Linked DNA regions of Mus musculus: regions 2, 3, 4, 5, 6 and 7 are each linked to region 1. A link is a contact called in public ChIA-PET, HiChIP or PLAC-seq and promoter capture Hi-C data. All regions are on one chromosome and are shown on one strand. The core of a region is the stretch at or near the end of the contact, and the rest is flanking DNA. Distances in the headings are between cores, read along the strand shown. Region 1 holds the start of Zdhhc6 (zinc finger, DHHC domain containing 6). Region 2 has its middle 43 kb from the start of Gm32028. Region 3 has its middle 8.7 kb from the start of Gm4470. Region 4 has its middle 55 kb from the start of Gm4470. Region 5 overlaps Tcf7l2 (transcription factor 7 like 2, T cell specific, HMG box). Region 6 overlaps Tcf7l2 (transcription factor 7 like 2, T cell specific, HMG box). Region 7 overlaps Tcf7l2 (transcription factor 7 like 2, T cell specific, HMG box).

Evidence for each region. Promoter capture Hi-C pulls out the DNA fragments that hold promoters and counts their contacts. HiChIP or PLAC-seq counts read pairs in DNA pulled down with a chosen protein or histone mark. ChIA-PET counts read pairs in DNA pulled down with a chosen protein or histone mark.
Region 2: an H3K4me3 HiChIP or PLAC-seq map of embryonic basal ganglia shows a contact between it and region 1, with 8 times the contacts expected there. The contact joins the enhancer-like site here to the promoter of Zdhhc6 in region 1. A contact is called at or near these places in 11 of 39 promoter capture datasets (the 3T3-L1 cell line, the C10 cell line, the SN4741 cell line and 8 more), 3 of 15 datasets of contacts at CTCF or cohesin (the NIH/3T3 cell line, embryonic stem cells and large pre-B cells), 1 of 484 Hi-C or Micro-C datasets (bone marrow-derived macrophages), 21 of 115 datasets of contacts at active chromatin or transcription factors (the 230-238 cell line, the NIH/3T3 cell line, T-cell acute lymphoblastic leukemia and 15 more) and 3 of 9 other capture datasets (embryonic stem cells, liver and macrophages).
Region 3: a contact with region 1 is called in an H3K4me3 HiChIP or PLAC-seq map of bone marrow-derived macrophages, with 4 times the contacts expected there. The contact joins the enhancer-like site here to the promoter of Zdhhc6 in region 1. A contact is called at or near these places in 2 of 39 promoter capture datasets (the 3T3-L1 cell line and embryonic stem cells), 1 of 484 Hi-C or Micro-C datasets (bone marrow-derived macrophages), 8 of 115 datasets of contacts at active chromatin or transcription factors (acute myeloid leukemia, bone marrow-derived macrophages, embryonic basal ganglia and 5 more) and 3 of 9 other capture datasets (adipose tissue, embryonic stem cells and liver).
Region 4: a promoter capture Hi-C map of the SN4741 cell line shows a contact between it and region 1, with 2.8 times the contacts expected there. The contact joins the enhancer-like site here to the promoter of Zdhhc6 in region 1. A contact is called at or near these places in 4 of 39 promoter capture datasets (the 3T3-L1 cell line, the SN4741 cell line, embryonic stem cells and 1 more), 1 of 15 datasets of contacts at CTCF or cohesin (the NIH/3T3 cell line) and 5 of 115 datasets of contacts at active chromatin or transcription factors (embryonic forebrain, embryonic stem cells, large pre-B cells and 2 more).
Region 5: an H3K4me3 HiChIP or PLAC-seq map of stem cell-derived neural progenitor cells shows a contact between it and region 1, with 19 read pairs. The contact joins the enhancer-like site here to the promoter of Zdhhc6 in region 1. A contact is called at or near these places in 2 of 39 promoter capture datasets (embryonic stem cells and liver), 9 of 115 datasets of contacts at active chromatin or transcription factors (differentiating embryonic stem cells, embryonic basal ganglia, embryonic forebrain and 5 more) and 2 of 9 other capture datasets (adipose tissue and pancreatic islet).
Region 6: an RNA polymerase II ChIA-PET map of memory CD8 T cells shows a contact between it and region 1, with 9 read pairs. The contact joins the enhancer-like site here to the promoter of Zdhhc6 in region 1. A contact is called at or near these places in 3 of 39 promoter capture datasets (embryonic stem cells, pre-B cells and stem cell-derived epiblast-like cells), 1 of 484 Hi-C or Micro-C datasets (bone marrow-derived macrophages), 11 of 115 datasets of contacts at active chromatin or transcription factors (bone marrow-derived macrophages, differentiating embryonic stem cells, embryonic basal ganglia and 7 more) and 4 of 9 other capture datasets (adipose tissue, embryonic stem cells, liver and 1 more).
Region 7: a contact with region 1 is called in a CTCF HiChIP or PLAC-seq map of the NIH/3T3 cell line, with 7 read pairs. The contact joins the enhancer-like site here to the promoter of Zdhhc6 in region 1. A contact is called at or near these places in 10 of 39 promoter capture datasets (the 3T3-L1 cell line, the C10 cell line, cranial neural crest and 5 more), 1 of 15 datasets of contacts at CTCF or cohesin (the NIH/3T3 cell line), 2 of 484 Hi-C or Micro-C datasets (bone marrow-derived macrophages and muscle stem cells), 13 of 115 datasets of contacts at active chromatin or transcription factors (the 230-238 cell line, the NIH/3T3 cell line, acute myeloid leukemia and 10 more) and 3 of 9 other capture datasets (adipose tissue, liver and pancreatic islet).

What each region holds. Positions count from the first base shown.
Region 1 is chr19:55,314,459-55,317,763 of GRCm38.p6, reverse strand. It overlaps Zdhhc6 (zinc finger, DHHC domain containing 6), which reads left to right and starts at 1,728. Exons shown (of 11, transcript NM_025883.4): 1 at 1,728-1,968; 2 at 2,992-3,305. The coding sequence starts at 3,197. Vti1a (vesicle transport through interaction with t-SNAREs 1A) reads right to left here and starts at 1,707. Exons shown (of 8, transcript NM_016862.4): 1 at 1,220-1,707. The coding sequence starts at 1,313.
Region 2 is chr19:56,219,257-56,222,561 of GRCm38.p6, reverse strand. No RefSeq gene overlaps it. Among named protein-coding and RNA genes, the nearest start is that of Gm32028, 43 kb to the right of the region's middle. Within about 2 kb of position 1,646, at least 24 of the 459 cell types and tissues checked have an H3K27ac peak or open chromatin away from gene starts, as enhancers often do. A contact at or near this core is called in embryonic basal ganglia, where this site is marked.
Region 3 is chr19:56,067,674-56,070,978 of GRCm38.p6, reverse strand. No RefSeq gene overlaps it. Among named protein-coding and RNA genes, the nearest start is that of Gm4470, 8.7 kb to the left of the region's middle. Within about 2 kb of position 1,513, at least 42 of the 459 cell types and tissues checked have an H3K27ac peak or open chromatin away from gene starts, as enhancers often do. A contact at or near this core is called in bone marrow-derived macrophages, where this site is marked.
Region 4 is chr19:56,020,880-56,024,184 of GRCm38.p6, reverse strand. No RefSeq gene overlaps it. Among named protein-coding and RNA genes, the nearest start is that of Gm4470, 55 kb to the left of the region's middle. Within about 2 kb of position 1,659, at least 61 of the 459 cell types and tissues checked have an H3K27ac peak or open chromatin away from gene starts, as enhancers often do. A contact at or near this core is called in the NIH/3T3 cell line and the SN4741 cell line, where this site is marked.
Region 5 is chr19:55,932,802-55,936,106 of GRCm38.p6, reverse strand. It overlaps Tcf7l2 (transcription factor 7 like 2, T cell specific, HMG box), which reads right to left. Exons shown (of 15, transcript NM_001331146.1): 15 at 2,452-3,305. Among named protein-coding and RNA genes, the nearest start is that of Gm52391, 3.7 kb to the left of the region's middle. Within about 2 kb of position 1,741, at least 8 of the 459 cell types and tissues checked have an H3K27ac peak or open chromatin away from gene starts, as enhancers often do. A contact at or near this core is called in stem cell-derived neural progenitor cells, where this site is marked.
Region 6 is chr19:55,914,918-55,918,222 of GRCm38.p6, reverse strand. Tcf7l2 (transcription factor 7 like 2, T cell specific, HMG box) reads right to left here. Exons shown (of 15, transcript NM_001331146.1): 9 at 744-869. Among named protein-coding and RNA genes, the nearest start is that of Gm52391, 22 kb to the left of the region's middle. Within about 2 kb of position 1,807, at least 45 of the 459 cell types and tissues checked have an H3K27ac peak or open chromatin away from gene starts, as enhancers often do. A contact at or near this core is called in liver and memory CD8 T cells, where this site is marked.
Region 7 is chr19:55,874,955-55,878,259 of GRCm38.p6, reverse strand. The region is part of intron 5 of Tcf7l2 (transcription factor 7 like 2, T cell specific, HMG box); the gene reads right to left. Among named protein-coding and RNA genes, the nearest start is that of Gm52391, 62 kb to the left of the region's middle. Within about 2 kb of position 1,554, at least 104 of the 459 cell types and tissues checked have an H3K27ac peak or open chromatin away from gene starts, as enhancers often do. A contact at or near this core is called in the NIH/3T3 cell line, adipose tissue, embryonic limb bud and 2 more, where this site is marked.

The DNA.
Region 1 (3,305 bases), core at 479-2,978:
AACATAAAGATTGGGGGAAATTCTGGACAGGGGGTGAGGAACAACTTAGACTCAAGAGAAGTTACTGCTGTCATCTTGGCCTGGGGCTGACCAGGTAAGAAAGTGAAGATACCCACAATTCTGCAGACCAATGAGAATCATCTCTTCTACACAGTATGCTCCAGAGCTGGAGTAGAGGCAAGTTCAGCAGCCCAGTGATCATTCAATTTCCCTAACGAAACTGAGCCAATAAATAAATAAAACTCACAATTTGTCTGTTACTAACTACTCAAATTAAATCTGTACTTAAAGAAAAAATCCTAAAACACTATCTTATAAGTCACAAAGTATTATATAACAATCCCTTGCTTATTCACAAAAAAAAAAAAAAAAAATCTGAGCCCTTAGAAAAGAAATGTCAAGAAAATCAGACAAGGCTCCCACCTTCCCACTGTTGACAACCTAGCATGCAGGGTAATACCTGGAGGATGCTGAATTGTAAAAGTGAGCAAAGTTGTCCTGTACGAAGTTTCATATAAAACTGGGTTATAGATACCCAAGAAAGATGAGAATCACAGAATCAGGGCAGAGGTCTGAAAAATAGGAATCCTAACAAGAGCTAAGACACAGGGCTTCACAGCTGCGTATCAGTTAATCTTCACAACCGCCCTGAGAGAGGTACGAGTCTCTCGAACCAAGAAGGAAGTTTTGAAGGATAACGAAAACTTGCCTAGGAGACAACTTCTAAGTGGCAAGGGTTAGACTTGAATTCAGGCATCCTAGCTCGTCATTCTAGTGTGCCACGAATAAGGATAACAGAATTATTGACTAAAACGACAACGCTGCTGCTGCATTTACAGATCCACAATCTTGATACTTTCACACAGTTCCTTTGAATACTCATATTTTACAAAAGATAAAAAAAGATAGAAAAAAAAAAAGAAAAGGAAAAAAGAAGAAATCAAGATGCAGAGCAATGTTTCCAAGGCTATACAAGCTTTTAAAAAGCGGTGGGGTAGGAAACAGGCGCCACCCCCCCAAAATGGTTTCCACGCAGAAGGTGCTTTGCATTTGAAGCACATTTAATGCCAATCACAACCTACTACCCAGAACGCACCCCTCCCCGGGCCGCCAGCACCACCCACAGCAGCCTCGCGCCAGCGAGCCCCGCGTGCCCAGGCGGCGTTCCGCGGCCCCCGGCTCTCCAGGCCGCCCCCGCCCGGCCGGGCAGGGTACTCACCGGGAGGGAGCCGAGGGACCCTTGCAATCTTGCTGGTGATCTCAGCAGTGAGCACTGCGAAGTCCTGCTCGTACCCTTCGAAGTCGGAAGACATGGCAGCTCGGGCACGGCCGGCCGGAGCCGGGTTCTAGCGCTCAGAGCGGGACTCGCCAAGGGCGCCCGGCCTCGGCGCAGGGACCCTGTGAAGAAGTCTCCACAGCACAGCGGGAACCGGGAACAACTCCCAGCCCTGCCGCTTCCTGGTTGCTCTACGCAGTCCTTGTCCTCCGGAAACTGCGCTGCCTGCGCCTTTTCCTTTCCACCCAAATCTTCGAACGTAAAACTAAAGAAAAAGTTCACTTTCGGTGACCCCTAAAAAAAAAAAAAGACTACGAAAGCCCACATGCTCTCGGGTATCACAGAATACACGTCCCCCACACTGCAGCTCCAGAGAAACGGCTGGAGCGCCCCCAAACTCTAAGTTGCAGGCGCGGGCTTTCCGAGGGAAGATTGACGCCGCGCACCGACCGGAAGTGGCTGTGGCGGAGCTTGCGCCGAGGACCCGAGCGGGAGGCTCACGGCGGCCGCGTGAACCAGAGACGCGCGGGTCCGAGTTCCCCGCGCAGGTCTCGCCGTCAGGGTTCGCATTCGGCTTGCTCAGACTGAAGCGCTCATGACAGAGCTATAAGGAGGAGAAAATCTGTTCCGCTGAGCCCGGGCCGTCCCGGAAATGCGATGGCTGTGGAGCGGGCACCGGAGACCAGACTGAGGTGGGAGTCACCGCAGGGGGTGCAACCCGCTTACGAGGCGGTCTTCGCCTCGACCTAGTCGACCCAGCATCTCCAAAATATCGAGCCCAGACCTCGCTTAATAAGACGTTTGTCCTGTGAGTGAAGATCCCAGAGCATCCCGCACCACTACATGGGCGGGAAACTGAGGCAGGCACCGACCGGGCTGGCGCATCTGCTCCGTGGGAATCCGTTACGCATACGTCATACCCATGTGTCATAGGTCTTTTCCCGGCTCATTTCACTCCATTCAGAACTCAGGTCTACAACTATTCCCCGTGCGTGCCTTCTTCCCTTCTCCCTCGGCCCCGGAGGGAATTATCCCCCCCCCCCCGCCCGCTTAAATCCACTCTGTGCTCGTTCTCGTGCACTGCTTCAGTTGTGATTTTTCGCGCACACACATGCGGCCTTCTCGTTTTAATCTCACCCTTCTTCCTGTACCTTTAACCCCGATCGATTGCTAATGTTGGCGCTTGGGAGAACAAGTGCCCAGTTATTAATACACAAAGTATTATATGCGTAGAGCATGTCACAGTTAATTCACAACTCGTTGGGAGGCAGTTTAGAACGTCCTAAAAAAGAAGTTTGGTGCTTCTATTCTGGACTTAGCTGTTACTTGTGACCTTGGTCGGTCGATATAATCACAGTCTCTCTAAGCCAGTTTCTGTTCTAGGAAGAATTAGATACGTGATAATTAGATAAGACCCTGCTTCTCAGCTCCCTAAGTCTTTGTTCTCTCTAACGATCCACTAAGCTAGGAGTAGTCGATCCTTTCTGGCACTTTGAACAGAAGAGGAAAACTGTTTAATATGTCCGGTTTTCGTGCACTTCAAGCTCGGACTGTATTCTGGATAGGTCCAAAGTAATTATTTTTGTTCTCGATAAGAGGTGAACTCCACACTAGTGTGCTTTCGAGGTGCTGAGTCAAGTGCTCCTTGGAGTTAAATATTAAATAAATGGCATATGGACTTTCTAAACGGAGTTTTCCCATCTTGTTTTCTTTAGGCTGTGTTTCAAATCAACCTATATTCTCCTGTGAGATACAGAGTTCTGGAGGCCACAACTGAAAATGACATACCCCACCTCAGTGACCCTTCAGCCAAAGGCATGACAGCTCAGGCACACACATGGACTTGTTGCACACAGAAATGTGTGCACAGGAAAAGGAGATCTCTAGTTCTTTAGAAGAAAGAAGTCATTCTTCACCAAGATGGGCATATTCTGCTCAGTAATCAAGTTTGAAAATCTTCAAGACTTAAGGAGACTGTGTCATTGGGGTCCCATCATAGCCCTGGGTGTTATAGCAATATGTTCCACAA
Region 2 (3,305 bases), core at 397-2,896, 900 kb before region 1:
ACTTCAGGCTAGCGCAGGTGAAAGGTACATTTGTTAACTTTGGGACAAGCTAGGAAGGCTGGAGACACTGGAACAAAGACCTGCCCCTTCTCTGTCCCCTCTAGATGAGCTGTCATATCTAAGGACCGGGCCATCCTGGTGTGGAGTTCCAGGTAACAAATAGAACCATTTAGGGTTTCAGTCTGTGAGTCCAGCCAGTAGTGCACATGCCCTGCAAATGCTAGTTAGGCAGGGGCACGCTTGCTCCAGGGTAACCTGAGAGCCATGCCTCTGGGACTGATGGAGCCTCTACTGCAGACCCAGCGGGAAGTAGCTCTGTCCCTGCAACCCCGACTGATGATTCCAGTGAAAACACATAGTAGCTTCATGCTGGTCTGTAGCTGGTGGTTCTTAAATTCTAAGTATTTGAGTTACTGAGGCAGGGGGACTGCAAGTTGAAAGCCTGAGCAACTTAAGGATACCTTGTTTTAAAAATAAATCTATAAAGGCTTTTAAATGATGGTGGGGGGTGTGATAAGGCTCAGTGGTGATTGCCAGCTTGTATAAGAGCCTGGGTTCAAGGCCCAGTGCCCCCAAAATAAATGGTAAAGATATTGGAAAGGGATTGGACACTTTCTACAAAGCAGACAGATGGGCCGGCTGGCTGGTGCTTCCAGGTTAGAACTCCTGAGTGTGGGGAAAGGAGATCTTTTCATCTTTCCTCTGAAGCTCCGTGTTCCAGGAGGTAGACTACCAGCCCACGGATATGGTCAGTTACTCGCCTCACCCTGTTTTCTTACTGCAAAATTAATCTGGCCTATGAACTCCTCGGCCGGCATTGGGAAAAGTGAGGTTGGGAAAGCAAAGCACAAACCCAGACCCGAATCTTCAAGGTTGCAGACGCAAAGATTATTATTATATATTTTTAATGTGTTTGGTAATGCTCTAGAATGGTTGAGAAGGCTAAAACCGCATGAATAACGAACGGTTCTCAGCCACTCTGGGGCATTCAGGGTAGCATTAGTCAGTGTGGTATGGGCTGGCCACACGGTAGGTGAGGTCCGGTGCTAGGGTCTGTTTAAGGGCTGGATTTGACTCTCTACCTGCAGCTCTGAGTTTGAGCTCCAAGCCTCCTCTGGGCTTTATCCCCTTAGATGTAGACAATAGCTCTGCTGGGCTCTGTGAAGAACCAAATCCTAAGGGGAAAGTGACCGTGTGAGCAGGCAAGCTGAACCCTGACGCCAGGATGAGAGAAAGAGCATCCCACAAGCAACAGGCCACAGGGTCACCAAGCACCGAATCTCATGTGGCCACACCACAGAAAGAACACCTTGCACACAGTCCCCAGTTCCAGGCTAGCAGCTGTAGCAACCCAGGTAGCCCTTCTGAGCGCTGGTCTCCTCTGCTCTCTGTGCACCTCCACAGCACAGCCATGTCGGGAATGTCAATCAGAGAAAGGCCAAAACAACAACGCAACAAAACAAAAAGCCAGGCTCGGCTCCCCAGCCTGTGATTGAGCCCTCAAGGGTTGCCTGCTAATCACCACAGAGGGAGAGAAGTTCCCGAGCCCACGCCAACCCCACTGCTCGAGTGCAGACACAGAAGTGCCTCCCCACAAGCACACTGGATCCTCTCGCTTTGTTCCCTAGAGCTCAGACTCCAGGGCTGCTCGGAAAGATCTGGGAGCTTGCAGAGCATTGTGGGTACTGGCATGCAAATGAGGAGCACAACCAAGCCGTCCCACATTGCTTCAGAGGACTTGAATTTTTTATGGTCTGTATGCGCTTTTTGATGTTTTCATTGTCTCCCAGCATAACTGATATGCATTCCGACTCTGACAACCAGGAGTGGTGGTGGGGGTTTTTCTTTCTTCTTTTTCTTTCCTAGGAGCTGGTCGTCTATACCTCAAAAAATTATGTATGTATATTATAAGGAAACAAAACAGCAGCAGCAACAGTAGCAACAGAAAACCTACTCCAACGTATGGAGGCTACCTCACTTACAGGAGCACAATCTAGAAAGAAGGAAACTGGAGGTAGTGGGCCTGGTTCTTAACGTAATGGCGGTCAGTGGGGAAGAATCCTTCCTTATCCCCACCTCTTCACATGTCTGCACTTGCTTAGTAAAGTTGGACACACAGAGAGAAAGACACATAGATACATGCACAGAGACACATACAGAATCACACTGACACACACACAGAGACACATACACACACAGACACACACAGATACACACACAGACACCCACAGACACACGTACAGATACACACAGAGACACATATAGCCAAACACAGAGTCATACAGAAACACATTTAGACACACACAGACACATACAGACACACACAGATACACATGGACACACATACACACAGAGAGACACATAATAGACACATGCACAGACATACAGAAACACATAAAGACACACAGACACATACAAAAACACAGACATACAGAAACATATAGACACACAGACACATACAAACACACAGGGACACACACAGAGACACACACACAGACACATAGACATACAGAGACACACAGACATACAGAGACACATATAGATACAGACACACAGACATACAGAGATACATATAGACACACACAGAGACATACAGAAACACATACAGACACACAGACACATACAAATGCACAGACATACAGAAATACATATAGATATACAGACACATACAAACACACAAGACACACACAGAGACACACACAGATACACACACAGACACACACACAGACACATATAGACACACACAGAAACACATATTGACACAGACACATACAGACACACATGGACACACACACACAGAGACACATACAGACACACACAGAGACACACATACAGACACATACACAGAGAGACACATACAGACACACCCTGATGGAGTAAACTTTTGCAGTCATTTGTTCTTTCAAGATCCATCACCATGCTGCTAAATATCTCAGGGGCAGAGGTATTTCTGGTTTGGCTGCAGAAAAAATTTGCTGGCCATGTCACCAGGAAGGTATCTTTGAGAGCTGCCAGCTCCCTAGCTCCCAGTGGCTCCCCAGAAGGGCCCATTTGAGCCCAGACAGTACCTTCCAGGCACCAAGCAGCCCTGCTTCATTACAGCCCTAAGTGCAAACAAACGAACAAAAACAATGGCATGAAACCCAGATAGGATCCTTAAAGATTCTGAGAAGTGGGTGTTTTCCTCCACAGCCCTTCACCCTCACCCTGTAGCTAGCTGCACACCTTTGCAGCTCCATCAACCTCCACTCCACCTCATTCCAAGCTGTGCCTCATCTTCCCCTCCAGCCCTGTTCCTCCATCTC
Region 3 (3,305 bases), core at 264-2,763, 750 kb before region 1:
GCACCTGGCACAAGGTGGGGTCGTTGTGACTCTTTAACAGACGTGCCATCCTGAGAGGGACCACAGGAGCATGAGATTACTCTAAGCCGAGCCCAGAAGGAAGGGGGCTGAGTGGGAACAGGAAGACCAAACGCAGGACTGACTTGAGGGGACCTACAGTCGCCTACGGAAAGCAAACCCAAGGCTGGGAGGACGAAGAGAAGCAGAGCAGCTCATTGTGTTAGTTTCATTGTGTCAGCTGTTTCTTTTTCTCAGAGCTGTGGTAAACTACTTGATGATACAACCCAAGGAAGGAAGGATTTAGTTTGGATCACGGCTTGCAGGTACAACCCACCGTGGCAGGGAGGCACCGCAGGAGGAAGGCGAGAGTGTGCATCCCATCGCGTCTATAATCAGAAGGCAAATGCGTGATTAGCTCATCATGGTCTGCTCACACTCGCCCCACACTCATGAATGACAAAAGGGAGCTTTCGTATTTCAAAATTTCAAAAAGATGTTACAGCTAGAGATCAAACCCACCCTCCTCTCCCTCTCCTCCTTTTCAAAAACCTCTCGAGTCTGCTCTGTGCTGCCTGTATACCCGTGGCTATAGGAGGAGGGATTGATAAATCCCTCCATACTGACTCTTCAGGAAATGAAGTTAGCTGGATCACCTATGCCGTAACAGTAACACGCACACCACACGTGACCTGAGAGTTTCTCGTTTTGATTTGACTTCCGGGAGTGCAGAACCAAGTTTGCAGCTTTTTAAATCACAAATACCATTGCATTTATATTCTGATTTTTAAAATTCCATTATTCTCCCTTCTACTTATTCTCACCATAGTTCACACTTGATAACACTAATTAATGTTTGCCCTAGTCTGTCTCTCTCTCTCTCTCTCTCTCTCTCTCTCTCTCTCTCTCTCTCACACACACACACACACACACACACACACACACACACACACACACACAAACACACAATTTGGGGCCCATCCTATGCCACAGCATGCGTCTATGTGTGGGTCAGAGAGCAGTGCACAGGAGTTAAAGTTGGTCCTCTCCTTCTATCATGCAGGTCCCAAGGATTGAACTCAGGTCAGCTCAGCTTGAACGTGGCAGGGAGTGCTTTTACCTGCTGAGCCATCTCACTAGCCCTGTGTGTCCCCCCCCCCCCAATTTCTTTTTTTTTTTTTTTTTTTTTTTTTTGGTTTTTCGAGACAGGGTTTCTCTGTATAGTCTTGGCTGTCCTGGAACTCACTTTGTAGACCAGGCTGGCCTCGAACTCAGAAATCCACCTGTCTCTGCCTCCCAAGTGCTGGGATTAAAGGCATGCGCCACCACCACCCGGCCCAATTTCACTGGTGACTTTAGTTCAAATACATGTCATGGGTACTTTCAGCTGGAACTCACTCACATTCATTCTGAAGGGACAGCGTTTCCCGGACAATAGGAATTCCTGTCTCTTAGAAGAGGAAGTCAGGCATAAGAAGCCACTTGTCCAGAATCATCAGAGGAATAAGAGGTCAAGCTTGCCGTTGACAGCCTGGCTCGGAGCCTTTGTTCTGCCTTACTGTGCTGTTGGCCTTGCTAGGTTAGAATAAGCCAGCAGCAGACGAATGTATAAATGCACGCGAGCACACACACACACACACACACACACACACACACACACACACCTTACACGTGTCCACCTACACACCATCAACTCTACAGAGGCAAATTATTGGGGCTCTTGCTCCCTGCTGTTTCTTTTGACTTGAAATTCAGCAGAGACAGCATGGGCATGCCATCCAAAGTACATCTGGGGCAAAAAAAAAAAATAGTAGTCCAGAGGAGGAAGAGAGAGCTGTTTGCAAATGCGGAAGGATGTGCTGTGCCCCTGCCACCCCACCCCCCAACCCTCACAGGGCTGCTTCCTACTCCTCAGCACAGCTTTCCCCCATACATGATGCCACTGACATTGTTGTGTAGTGGAGGAACGATCTGTCTAGATGCCCTCTGCAGCCCCGTGGCTAAGAGCCAGCTCTACGAGGGAAGAGCCAGGGGCCAGAAGCGGTGTTACATCGATCGAGCCGTGCTAGTATGGGCTCAGAAGTCAATATCTGCTTGACATGCTGCGAAGTGTCCTCGAGCACGCCGGGAGTCCAACTCAAAAAAAAAAAAGTGTGTGTGTGTTTTTTACTTGTAGTTGATAAAATAAGATGGGGGGTGGGGTGAGGGGAGACAAGATGCGGAGATACCCAGCAGTATTCGAAGCTCTTCACTTATTTTCAAGTAGTAGCACTTTGGATCTTTTCATAAGAGTTCTGGAGCACTGGGGCTGCAGAGATGGCTCACAGGATGAGAGCACTTCCTGCGCTTCCAGAGTTTGGTTCCCAGAACCTGCAACTTAGGACAGCTCACGTCTGCCTGCAGCTCAGTCCAGCTCCGGGGCATCTGATGGCTTCCTTTGCCTTTTTTTTCAGGCACGTGCACACATGTGTTTCACATTCACATGGACATAAACACGTATGTATAAATAAGAACAAAATATTCTAAAGTTCTACTGTCCTGATGGGGCTAGGACTTCCAGTGAGTCTGCCTGTGTACCTTGTGAAGCCCTTGTGGGTAGTGCTGCACTCGCTGGCTGCGGTCTGTTGGGGAATGTGCATTTCCTGTGTTTTGGGGGAAATCCGTAGCTATCCGATATCAAGCCAGTTTCCCTTCCCTCCCTGTATCCTATAATATAGAAGAATGCCTGCATTGATCTGGGCTTATTTCTACGTTCGTCTGACTCTATCATTTTCTCTTGCCTCCCTTTGGTACCTACTGGGGGAGGGGGGGAGTGAGCCCCCTGAACCCACTTTCTGGTTGTTTGGTTGGCTCTGCTCTCCCTGGGTCTCTGGCTCACCTGGGTCTTAGAGCATAGATCCTTCTCCTTCCAGGTTTCACATTTGCAGGTTGCAGTTGCTGATTGGCTACATTTGCAGGTTGCAGTTGCTGATTGGCCACGAACGCAAGCTATATCCTCCACCCCAGAGCATGAAAAAGATGATATTTTCCCCTCTACCTGACTCCCGGATCCGTGTGGCCATCTGTGTCAAACTATGTTGGCAACAAGGATCTGTGGGGGCCATACATGTCCAGCCCCCAAAGAGATCATGTAAGATAGATGTTGGTATCAGGATTGAGTCTTCATTCAAGGAAACACATGTCAAGTTAACTCTGCTTGTGGGCAATCTGGTCGCAGAGCCTTTGTTTTAAAGCATAAATCTTTCTCACTATTGTAATCACAGACCAAGCCCACATGACAGGTTGTTTTCACCCACATTTTAGGGGAA
Region 4 (3,305 bases), core at 410-2,909, 710 kb before region 1:
AGGTAGTCTCTCTCTCTCTCTCTCTCTCTCTCTCTCTCTCTCTCTCTCTCTCTCTCTACCCTCCCTCCCTCCCTTCCTCCTTCCCTTCTACCCTCCCCTTCCCTCTTTCTCCCTTAGCAGACAATTGCAAATAGCTTCTCAACCGGGGGTAGGACTTCATGAGCCCTTCCTGCCCTATAGGTGGCTAGTGCTATGTTAAACGCCATGACCAAAAGAAACTTGGGAAGAAAGAGTGTATGTTTCCATGCAACTCTTGGGTCACAGTCCACCACTGAGGGAAGTCAGAGCAGGAACTCAAGGCAGGAACCTGGAGGAAGAAAATGAAGCAGAGACCATGGAGCAACGCTGCTTACTGGCTCACACTCACCATGGCTTTTCCAGTCGGCTCCCTTATATGACCAAAGACTTTCTTCCCAGGGGATGGCACCACCCACAGTGGGCTGGGACCTACCACATCAATTGTCAATCAAGAAAATATCATACAGGCCAATCTGATGCAGGCATTTTCCCAGATGACTCTAGTTTCTGTCAAGTTATCACAAACCTAAGCAGGACCTTCCTGGCCAATGCTGCCATTCTGGCTAGCTTGATCTGGCTCAGTCCTGACAGCTATGAGCTCCAATATGCAACAGTGCTGCTGGGTCTGGCAGGTTTTGTTTCACTGTTGACTTAAACTGCTCTAGTCACTGTGGAAATCAGTGTAGAGGTTCCTCAAAAGCTAGAAACTTCTTAGATATGCAGGGAGCTTAAATGGTGTTATCGTGTAATAGGGGGCAATGCTGAAATAAAAGGCCAAGCGTTGGGCGTGGGTCAGCTACTTTCCTGATGTCAGTCAGTGGAGTCCTTTAGATTCCCCTGCAAACACAACACGCTGTTGCCATTGCTCTTGGATACCCTTCCCTTGGTGGGAAGAGCCTATTGCTGAAGACCCCACATACTTGAATAATAGGACATAGAGAAATTAAACTGGTACCAACTGGAAGGTTCAACCCTACAGACCTTCTTTACTGAGTATGAAACCCAGCTGGAGTAAAATCTAACATCTCAGCCTCAACGCTTAGCTCTTCTACCGGGAGGACTGTCTATCCTTTGCCCAGCATGGATCTACCATGACTTCGTTGACCGTATTTGGGTCATTTACAAATCCATTCACTAATGGAGAGACAAGGCAGAGGCAGCCCTTGGGAATGATCTAGACTGGAGAGCCCAATAGACAACACTCAGCAGACAGTAGTGGTAATCACAGCCACACTTTGCCTCGGTCCAAGGACAGCATTGGGCAGCAAAATGCTCCCTTCACTCTCCACAGCTTCTGCGGTTATTGCTGCCACTGGTGACCAACTGTAGTCCTCATTCCGCACTGCCAACTCAGATCTGAAAGCTGTGGAAGTCTCCAGCCCAGGCAGCCTTGCTCTCCTTTTCTGGAGCCCACACCACATTATCTAAACGTTTTCATCATCTTCTGCTGCTGCTTCCAGCTCCCTCCTCTCAAGCCTGCCTCATCTGTCATCAGTGCTGGTTTCTTCCTCATCCTAAGGTATAAGAACATGAGGTGCCCAGATGTATGGTGTTTACATCACACAGAACATGAGGCCCTGCTGCTGGCTCCCTGCTCATCCCTGGCTCCTTCCTTGAAGCAGTCCAGGCCTGTGATGATTGCTACAAGCCAAATGGTCACGGACAAGCCGAGTCATTATGCTGCCTCCTCCCCTTGACTCACCGCAGGCCTGACTGCCTCGCATATCTGGTTTCCTCATCAGAAAGAAGCCTGAGCTTTCTGCGCCTTTTGATTGACTGTTAAATGAAAGCCAGGCCCTTGTGTTTGGTGTGGGGTTTTTTGTTTGTTTGGTTTTCCATAGGATGTCATGCTTAATTCATCTCTGGCTGGTCTCCATGGACCAGCCATGACACTTGGCACCTTCTTCTCTTTGTCTCTGGGTTCTCTTCCTGTGTCCCAGCCCCATCTTAGGGAGAAGCATTCTGCCCTCTGAGGCTCACCAAATACCTCCTGTCTATACATGAACTTGAGCCAACATTGCAAACTATCCAGAGGCCAGAGATTTGAGAAATAATGACAATGCCTGTTCAAAATGGTTCGACGCTCCTGAGCAAGACAGCAAAATTGCAGATATGAACCAAAGAAAGGGGAACACAGGACTTTCATTTGCAAGTGGCCCCTTCCCCAGCCGCAGAATGCACTGCTAGCGTAGCGGTTACTGTAGCTCACTAACTTGGCAACCATCACATGCGGTCATTCCCAAAGCCCTTTCACATCCACCGCTCATTTTATCTTCAGCAGCCATATGAATGGGGATGGCTGAGAGGCTGCTCTTACTTAATCTGTTGTGCACGTGGCATGTCCACTTTGAGGGGGTGGCCTCCATGGAGAACCTTTGGGAATGAAATCCCATGTGTGCTTCCCAAGTCTTCCAGACTCAGACACAGGAAGAGCAGGCAGGAGGTCCAGGCAACAATACCCACCTCATGCTTCTGCTGGGTGCACCTTCTCAAGACGCAGACAAGATCCACTGGGACCTGGCACATCCTTTGACATCTGACCCATCTGAGTTACAGGATAGCCCCGCTGTGCAGCTGAATACACCAAATCAAGATGAGGAAGTGTAGATCGATGGCCAGTGGGTCAAAATAGCAACGCATTCCTGCATAGACATATTTATCTGCCTTGCCTCTTGCATGAAGGAGGATTTTCTCCTCTGCACACTTCTGCCAATGACTTCCAGGAAGAATTAAAATGGTGTGACCCTTGACCTGTTCCTCTGTTGCTCCAGAAGAGTAGAAACAGACCATTGTCATATACTATGTCATATACCATTGTCATATACTATGTCATATACCATTGTCATATACTATGGTTATGGGCTGGAGCTGAGAGACTCACAGAATCTCTCTTAAACTCTGAAGTTTGGGTTTTTAGCTTCCTTCAAGTCTGTAGGGAAATACCTGAGGTTCTCTCTAGAAAAGGGACCTTAAGAGCAATGAAGGCAGCATGAGCCACATTTGGATATGAACAACAAAGTGGGATAAATGGGATTTGTATGAGTTGCCCATCTGTGCAATGGGTGGATATCAGAAACACCTATTCTCAGCCATGGTCAAGGTTCTTGAAAAGACTAAATAAAAGCACATGTGTGAAGAAACCCAACAGGATGCCAGTCAGAGAGGGCCCCAGTCAATCCCAGATCTCTCCTTTTTTCTGAGTTCCAGCCGTGAGCCCTCTTGAAGAAATATCTAGGTACAGGTGCAAAACTGGTGTCCTTATGTGAAGGCTAAGGATGATCAGGAAT
Region 5 (3,305 bases), core at 492-2,991, 620 kb before region 1:
TACTTGCTTACAGCTCATGCACTCACAAGAGGCCAGCTCTGAAAAGCCCCAGCTGGATCTCACCAGTGCTGCCTGCCAGTCACGTACCAACTTGGGTTTAGCCTCTATGACTCTTCTGGGCCTGGGGATGCTTACCTAGCCCTTGAGTTGGAAGATGAATAGGGTAGCCTCATCTGAGAAGGCTTCAGAAAATCCATTGTCCACCTAGGTCCTCAGTGATCCCAGCTCTGGTCTGCAGCTCTTGCCTATCTATCCAAGGGGGTTGCTTAAAAAAAACTCATTTTATGCTGCAAAAAGCATACCAGCCAGGGATGTGGCCTTCCAAAGAGTGGATATTAGTTACTCTTAGAGTGCCACTGAGAGAGTGAACAGGAGTGTTTCTTCTGACAGCCCTGCCCAAAAGACCTGGGAAGATCCCCTAATAAAAAAGCAGGTATAGATGACCCCAACTTTGAATTTAACAAAAGATCTACCTCAGGGTGTCTAATGAAAGGAAAGGCACTGCCCTTTTTCCTGATGTCTGCAAGGGGCACTCTACACTATAGTCCAGCTTGACAAAGGGCTAAGGTCACCACCAACACCCTTGACATTGTAGGACTACACACAGAGAAAGACGCACTACACAGTCCCTATCTTGCTTCCCACACAAACACCAGTCAAGCTGGACAGTGCCTCTTTCTTCCTTTTAACAAAGACACATGGGTACCTAGTTGGTGCCCAGGACCGACCCTTGTACACAGCGTTGAACAAGGGATAACTTGCCAAAAAAAAAAAAAAATGGTTTCCAGGTGGAGTGATTTTGGCTCCCAGGATATTTAGGGATGTCTAGAATAGTTTTGGTTGTCAGGAGGTAGAGGACAGGGTACGTGCATCTGTAGGGTAGGAGCCTGGAAACTTCTGGAAGGTCCTTGCAAGTAAGAATGCACCACTCCGGAATTGACTCAGCCAAGCATAGTCAATGCTGTGCCCTGAGCCTCCAGAGGAGACAGTGCACCCTGTGGAAGTGGTTAGGGAGCTACAGGGAGGGGACTGGGGGGCTCCAAGAGCACAGAGGAAAAGCATCACAGGTTCTGGCCACGGGAGAGTGCTCTCTGGAGGGAGACCAGAGGTTTGAGGAGGAGCTCCCAGCAAGAACAGCAATGCTTTGGGGGAACTCTTGAGAGCTGGATTTCCTGAGAGCGAGCAGGTGATCAAGGTTGACGTAGGCTGAGGCAGAGGCAGAGGCAAGTAAGGCCTGTCCTATCCTATCCACCAGAGAAGAGCCATCTCTAACATGGGAAGGCTTAACTTGATGTTGAGAACATGGCTCGAAGCCAGGTCTCCACTGAAGTCCCTCCAATTCCCCCTTCTACCAACTATGGCCTTGGACAAGATTACATTGTATTTCTCAATCCATTGTTATAAATAAAGCTAATGCCAGCAGGGGTGACTTCTTTCAGTGGTGGTAGGATTAATGAGAAAATGCACGGGGACAGCTTGGCACACAGCCACCAGAAGCACAGTGCTCTTATTTCTATTCTCAAAGGTCAGTCTGGGGCCTGTGTACAGAATACAGTAGGGAAGGCTGATCAGAAATACTCTTACAACGTACAAAGCACAACAAAACAAAATACAGAAAGTACACAGACCCACAGCTAGCCCAAGCGAGGCAGAGCTCTGGAAAGTTCTTGACCCAACATCATAGTAATCTTAAGTGACAGTCACACAAAGGGTTCTGGGATGCGTAAAATGTCTACCCTCAGAAGGCGCAGCTGTCCTAGACATGTGGACAATAAAAATTCCATCCAATGGACATTGAGAAGAGACACCCAATGACCACAGGAAGATCTTCACTGCGACCCTCCTCAGTGATAGGGATAAACTTGAAGTTATTCCAGTAGATAACCTGTAGCATAGGTCTCCAGAACAGCAGGACCCTTCTAATGCAGAGCTCTGTGAATCCTCTCCCCTCCATGCACAGCTGTGAGTCCCCTCCCCTCCATGCACACAGCTCAGTGAGTGGGATGCCAGTTTTCTGAAAAGCTGCTCGCTCAGTGATTGCTAGATACATCCCTGCCTTCTTCCCACAGGGAATGTCTAGAGAACAGTCAGGGCATACTCACACTCACCATCCTTAAGTGGTACCCACTCAGTTCTTTAAATCCACTCAGGGTGAACTAAATCAGTTTTTAAAATCAAATTCTGTCTCACACTGCACAACAGGCTGTATGAGTGAGAAATGGCCAGGCAAGCAGTGTCTGTTCAGTTATTGTGACACAGTGGGGTATAAAGAAGACACCCTAGGGTCCCTTTGTACACAGGACACTTCACCACAATGAAACACCCACCACTACATGCTACCCACACCACCTCAAGCCCTAACCTGGAAGGGAATGCACCCCTCCAGAGAAAGTCCAGTGTCCGGTAAGACACTCCCACCCCCAAGTCACAGAAGCAAGCGGCCAGCCTTTCTGCACATACTAAGTTGCTTTTATTAATCCAGAACGGCAGGCATGCTACAGGTACTGTACAGCATGGACATTTAATTCATTACAAAATGGCTTCAAAACCATTCAAAAAAATGAACTTGGAATAAGCATCGAACAGAACAGCAACACCACAACTGTTAGGGAGACATTCAAAGTATTCACAAAAAAAAAAAAAGAAAAGAAAATGTTATAGTTAGCATTTTAATAAACCAGAGAAAACCGGAGACAGTTTTACAATCGCTTCATGTCAACTACGATGGCACTGAAGGAACAGGTCTCAGCTTTATACAGCATTTTACAACATCGGCATGCCTAGGTTTTCTTGTTTTTAAAGGTCACTACCTACTTGTATGTAATATGCATACATAAAAGCGGCAGCTGGGGTTTTTTTTTTTCTTTTTTTCTTTTTCATTTAAGAGTAATCTAATATACAGGATTTTTTTTGGCCCTTAAGGGTTTAGACCTCTTCATTTAAAATGCTTTCTGGACAGTCTGCTACCAAACACATTTTGTTATAGGTGACATTAAAACTACATACAAATCTATCTATGTAACATCACAGCAAAACATGGCGAACAGAAAGTACAGCATCAAAAAGGAGGGAGAAAGCTAAAGTCACTGAGAATTTTGGCACATAAAAGTTTTGCACACGGTCAGTCCATGTTCTAAGAGCACAGGGCAGTTGACTAGGAGGTCAAGGGGGAAACGGGGCAGTTCCCACGGCTGCTCAGACGGCTGCTCAGACCCTCTCGCTAATGTTCAAGTCTTGTTTTACAGAATGGCTTTTAAAGCAAGTTTTGTTAATGCTACTGATCCTTAATGCGAATGTCAATGTCC
Region 6 (3,305 bases), core at 558-3,057, 600 kb before region 1:
CTGGGGGTACTGGTTAGTTCATATTGTTGTTCCACCTATAGGGTTGCAGACCCCTTCAACTCCTTGGGTGCTTTCTCTAGCTTCTCCATTGGGGGCTCTGTGTCCAGTGTCAGTTTCAATCACTGGAAAGAGAGGCCCATTGGACACGCAAACTTTATATGCCCCAGTACAGGGGAACGCCAGGGCCAAAAAGGGGAAGTGGGTGGGTAGGGGAGTGGGGGTGGGTGGGTATGGGGGACTTTTGGTATAGCATTGGAAATGTAAATGAGCTAAATACCTAATAAAAAATGGAAAAAAAAAGTTCTTTTTCACTTTCAGTCTCCTCCACCCTCCGCCCCCAAGATCATGCACCAACAGTTGGAAGGGGAGGCAGGGCTGCTGAGATTTTCTGAAATCACTTCCTCCTGCTTCTCAAACGGTCACTTTCCCAGTTCAAGGTGATGGACCCAGCTTCTCAGGGTTCTGTCTCACTTGCTGAACCAAGCAAGCCCCCAGTGTTTCATCCCAGGGTTAGCAGAGAGTGACTGCCATCCCCAGTCCACTCAAGCACACGCCACAGAGATCTCTGAAGCAGCAGCGCGACAATCAGAGAGACCTGCTAGAGAGCATTTCCTCCGGATGGACCAGATGCTCCCTAGGAGCAAAGCAAGGAGAGGCTGGCCAGCCAGCCAGCAAACGGCGGCCATGGTGGCAGCTCATCACACAGGCCACAGATCACGATGAAACAACGTGGTAACACTTACGAGCTGTGGAGTGAGCCGACGTCACTCTGGGAGGATTCCTGCTTGACTGTCGGTGTGACGATGGCCGGGTGAGGGATGCCGGTCGTGTGCAGAGTGTGATGGGGAGGGACCATATGGGGAGGGAACCTAGAGGACAGAAAGCTGTGTAAATTGTCAGAATCAAAATGAATGAATGAGGAGGGATGTGTACACACTACTTTAAAAAAAAAAAAAGCGCAGTAACATTCACATGAAAGCAACCCAAGGCATATGAAACCTGTCAGCATTAATTAGTGATAAATTAAACATAATGATTCTCATAATGTCATTAAAGCCAGTCTTCCCCTTCATTATTGCTACTGACATGAGACATTACTATTTTTAACATCTTTAGCAAAAGACAAATTCAACGGATGTACTTGGGTGGAAAAGTAGGCTTGGACGGCCAGCCAGAAATCACACATCCATTTGGATTTTGAGTCATAACCTGCAGCACCTTAAAGACGGTGATTCCCTGCGCCCTGATCAGCGCTAGAAGAACAGGTGATATCTTTTGTTGTATATTGACAGCTAAATAAAATATTAATGTGGTTGAAATGTACATACATGTCTTTGACGGTGTTCTGAATGTCTCATTAGGCCTCATTCTGGTGATGCAGAGCAATCCAATTTTTATTCTTTCTTTTGTTACTGTGCCCACCGTTTGAGCATGGTATGAGAGAGTGAATGAAGCAGAGAGGGAAATATTCTTCTAGAGAGTCCTGTGCCACTCTCATCTTACGTCACGGGCGTTTGAATATGTGTGCATTCATTTTTTAGAAAAATGGAGACACACACACACACACACACTGAAGCACTGAATTCTGACTTACACGCCCTTTCTCAGTAAGTAATATTCTTACTGTTGCCTAGTAGGTTATTTGTGCCTCATTCAAAAGCCTTATAAATGATAAAAATTGTAATCGTAGGAAAAACAATCAGGAGTTAACAGCGCCTCTAACAGCACGCACTTCTGGGAAAGCTCCCCATTACACACTTCAGTCCTTGAAATGGCATTTCCCAACACACAATTTTGCCAGGACACAAAAGCTGATCTTTAAACCCACTGTTGCAAGAAGAGACTATCAGCTAGCTACACAGGACAAACAGCTGTCACATCTCATGATATGTTTGGTTTGTATGGTAGGAAGAGACCTCCTCAATTGAAGAAGCACACAGTGTGTACAAAAATAGGGCAAAGGAGGAGAAGGACAGATTGCTCAGGTGAGGCAAATCCAGGCTGGATTGAGGCAATGGCTGCCCTTCTAATAAGGCTAAAACCAGAAGAGGACAGCCACCACCCAGGGGCCAGTGCAGACCAGCATCCTGCTCTTGAGAAATGAGTTCTGGGAGTTCTAGGAGAGGGGTTTCAGTGAAATGTCATCACAGTGAGGATTTCAAAGGGTTCTTGTTTTTATTTACAAAGTTCCTCTGTAAGTGGATCAGAGAAACAAATAATATAAAAATGTTCGTTTGAAAAGGTATTTCAAAAAAAAACTTGAAGAATGAATAGGCTCAGTGTATCTTAACAGAGACAAATATATCCACAGAGAACACTCAGAAATCCCACCCTCTGGCCACCTCTGCAGACTTAAGGCAGAACTGGAGTTTGAAAACAATGACATGATTTAATAGGAATCAGAGAGGTTGGGGGTGCGAGGGGGAGGGGGAGAGAAAACCAACATCCTGGCCCCCCAAATACTGAAAAAAGGACGTAAACCCTTAAGCTCTGATGTCACATCCGTTCCTCCCACTGCTCCCAGCCCACAGAGCAAAAGCCACTTAAGAACAGAAGTCACCGGAAGCCCTTGAATGAAGGGCGGGTAGAGAGAAGCTTTTTACGATCAAAGTCTCAAATACATACATTTCCTTTTCCTGCAGTATAAGAATGTGTGTACAAACACATGAAGGAGAGAAAGACAAAAAAAAAAAACCCATGTGGGCACGTATGATCTCTGTATACATACAAACAGGAGGCAGGCAACAAGACTGGAGCTCATTTTGGGGTGGAGGCAGACCTGAGTACCACGGTAAAGAATGCACGCTCTCGAGTCCCTTGACCTCCACACGTTGATGCACGTGGAAAAGGCACAACAGCTGTACATCTTCACACAAGATGCATGCACCTTCACCCACGAACCCCCTTTCTGCAGACAACTGCCTCATAAAACACCCTCAAAAAAATTCTAAGCAGCTCATTATACACCCCTGTCTGCTTTTATGGCTGGAAGCCAGAATATAATGATGAATCTAAACTTGTTAAGGACAACTAATTTTTGTTTCTGGCTGTCTCAGGGGCCTCTCTCATGCTCACTCTCACTTTGCCTCACTGTTGACACGTTTCTGTGAGCGGCACGTCATCTGCCGGCCTTGATTTTATGCACAGGCCGTGGGATGCATTTTCCCCGTGTAGCCGTCCTGCTTTGAGTCGCGTGCGGATCGTCATTATTCTCTCGCCACCACCACCACCGCCCCCCCTCGCACTTGTAACATTTCATCTCTTCCTGCCTTATTTTTTGTGAGCCACGGTGCACCTACATTATG
Region 7 (3,305 bases), core at 305-2,804, 560 kb before region 1:
TGTAAACTTTTGGCAGGGATCATAGCAGGTCCTTTACTAACCGAGGGGACAGTTGGCAGGTATGGTACTGCAATTAATACAGATAAACCATCAATAGCCTATCTGCCTTTTGATTTTTAAATAAACAAAGGCTGAATGCTGTAATTAAGATCAGAAGTCCTCTGAAGGCCATATGGCCAAAGGGGAGCCGAATGTAAAGCCACCAGCAGGAATCAGGGAGTTTTTCGACTCCTAAGGAGGAAGAAGGGATTTTTAACAAATGTTTTCTCCCCTGGGACCTGGAGGACAAGTGACCTCCCTGCAGAAATGAGGTCTGGGGATCAAGACAGGAAAAAAAAAAAGGTACAATCTAGGTAGGAGCAGGAAAGGACCTGGTAAGCTGATGTTTGTAGGAAATACCACATGCATCCTGCAGGGGGCACACTGTGGCGTGTCCAGCCTAAGAGGACCTTGCCTGGCTTTTCTGAGGCCTGGTGCTTAGGGGACAATCCAACCCTGCAAATGCTGTGCAGTCGGCACAGTGGCTGGGCACACTGATGCCCGGGGGTCCCCAGAGTCTACTCCGTAATGCTTGGGAAACAATGACATCTCTATACCCACAATGGTCTCAGTGTGGGCCCCTCCTCCCACAATGGCCCCTTTCAATCCCCCACCATGAGCAATTGCCCCAAGTTTAACAGCCTGTGTTAGGGGGGCACCAGGCACAAAAGGAGGTGCTTCCAGGTTCAGTGAACATTTTACATCCATTCATCAGGGAAAAGACAAAAGCGACTCCCCACTTCACCTCAGGCAGGGCATCTACCCTACCAAAGAGCAACCTTTGTGTGACTGGGGGGCGGGGGGTGTCAGGGAACGCACTGTTTAAGGATGGTTGTGCAAACATGCTTTTGGATTATTTTTGTCTCCAACTAAAGGCATCTACATAAAAATGGGGTCCTTTTGTCACATAGGAAGGACCAAGCTGGACTTTGCGGGGGGGGGGGGGGGGGGGCAAAAGGCGTAAAAGCGTCCAAATAAAGATGGAAAAGGCTAGAGGCGGGGGCTCTAAATTACACTCTGGAATCTTTATTAGGAAAGTGGGCCATGTTTTCCTTTCCTTTACATTTTTATTGGGATTCACTGCGACTTTTATTACAGAATCTAGTGTTGGCTTTGTATACTGGCTTTAATTACTGAGTACCCTGCCAGCCACTCTTGACCAACACAGGCTGCTATGGGAAGCTTTCTCAGGACCCAAGCCTGCCTCTCCTCCTTGCAAGAGGAATCTGTTGGTGTCTTGACTCCACCAGTCAACAGTCAGTATTGCACTAGTTGATGAATGAGGCCTCAACTTAGTTGGTTACTTGAGTTACTTTGGGGACAGCTACAGAGCATACAAAGTGCTAATATTTGAAATAGTCTAAGTCATCCTTCCCTCTCAGAGTGACACCCACCCACCCCTTTACCCTGCCAAGCTGGATTAGTCATACTAAACATAGTCTGCTCCCAACCAACTCTTCAAGCTTTGGCAAGCAGGGCCCAGCTGACATTCCCGGCCCAGTTTAACATTACATAATGAGGACTTCTCTCTCCTTGTGGGCCACAAGTCAAAACAAACTTGCTGAACTCAACCCAGGGCATCAGCCTGCTTCCTGGTTACAAGACACGGGACTCTTAAGAGCAGAGTAGAGCTGTAAAAACCACCAGTGAACTCCAACGTGGTCAACAGCCTCTCAGCCAACTTGGTGATCTCTCTCCTACTTCCTCTCCCTGATGCTGGGGGTGAAAACTGTTCCAAAGAGTCCTTTTTCAGATCTCTGAGATGTTAACAAATCCCAGAAAGCATCACCCTAAAAGAATTCCCAAACACTAGGCCTTGGGGAAAGACAGAAGCAAGAACAAACTAATGTCCATCTCGTATAAATGGTAAGGGTGTGGTTTCTGTAGCCTGAAGCTCACAGCAATGCTCCTGTTTCAGCCTCCTGGGTGCTGGCCTTACAGGCATGAGGCAGCCTGTATGATAGGTTCAGCTAAGTGTTGCTAAAAGCACAGTCGTTGCTTGCAAGATTTCTAGTATTCCTTATGGAAAAGTCCTAGGCTCCTGCTTCCCGGTCTCCTTTCAGCAGAAATGCTTGGATTAAAATCCTCATGAGCATGGAAGCCCCTGAGGATCCCGGGCACCCAAGAAAAGTCATGATTTCCAGAGAGAAATATGTGACTTCACACCAGACACTGGATTCCACACATTTATCCACAGAGGACTTTTGGCTTCTGCACAGAACTTGGGTACTACTGAATGACATTCGAGTGTGCGGAGAACTGGGAGTGGCCGGGTCGGGTGGGAAGAGACGAGCAGGAAGGTGGATTTCTGCTGTGGGATGCTATGTGACCTGGTAACAAAGCCTGGGAGTCTTACAGCCCATTTGCTCTATCTGGGTCTCAGTTTTCAAAGTTTAGAAAGAGGCTGACAGAGTAGGGTCCTGTTGTGAGTCACCACTTAGCAATCTCCAGCGACTACTGTGAACAAGTTAAAATTACTCTGGCTATGGTTATCCACTCAAAAGCCTGTGCTTTTAGGTCACTGGCCCATTCCCTTGTCTTGAGTTATTTTATCATCTTTTCCTAGGAGTCCAGGCCCAACAAATCGCACACCAAACCTGTTGGGTAACATTCAATTTAGTACTATCTCTCTGCTATCTGTTTATGCACAGGGCAGGCCCTGATCGTCTCCCCGAAGCATCTTTTCTCTTTTAATCCTGGAGACAACATTTTTTTAAGTGACTGAGAATAGTTATTACAAAACCGATGACTAAGGCCTCATAGATAGCCCTCCCTGATGTGATTGGATCCTTGTGACCAATCACCTCCAATCCCCTGCTTTCTAAGAGCATATGAGGCCAGAATGCTCTGCTTACCACCTCATAGGTCTGCTTCTGATAGGCAGGTATGCGCCTGGATCAGTGTGGGCTAAGAGGGGAGGAGCAAAGATTTGGTGTTAAAGAGGCAAGAGTGGACATGGAGTCAGAAACCACTAGATTGGGAAGGTGGTTCAGTAAGACCGGGGCCAAAAGAACCATGGTTGCTGCAGAAGTGTAGATTTGGAGAGGCAGAGAAATGGGCCTTGTGGTAACCAGACTCTGTTCAGAACCATTGTCCTGATAATTCCCAAAAACCTGAAGGGGAGCTTGCTCGCTCACTTCAATGCAGCTTTGTCTGGCAGCTTCACCACCAAAACTACTCACACTGAGCCAGTTCACACTAAGCCAGTTCACACTGAGCCAGTTCACACTGAGCCAGTTCACACTGAACCCATTCACATGGGGGGA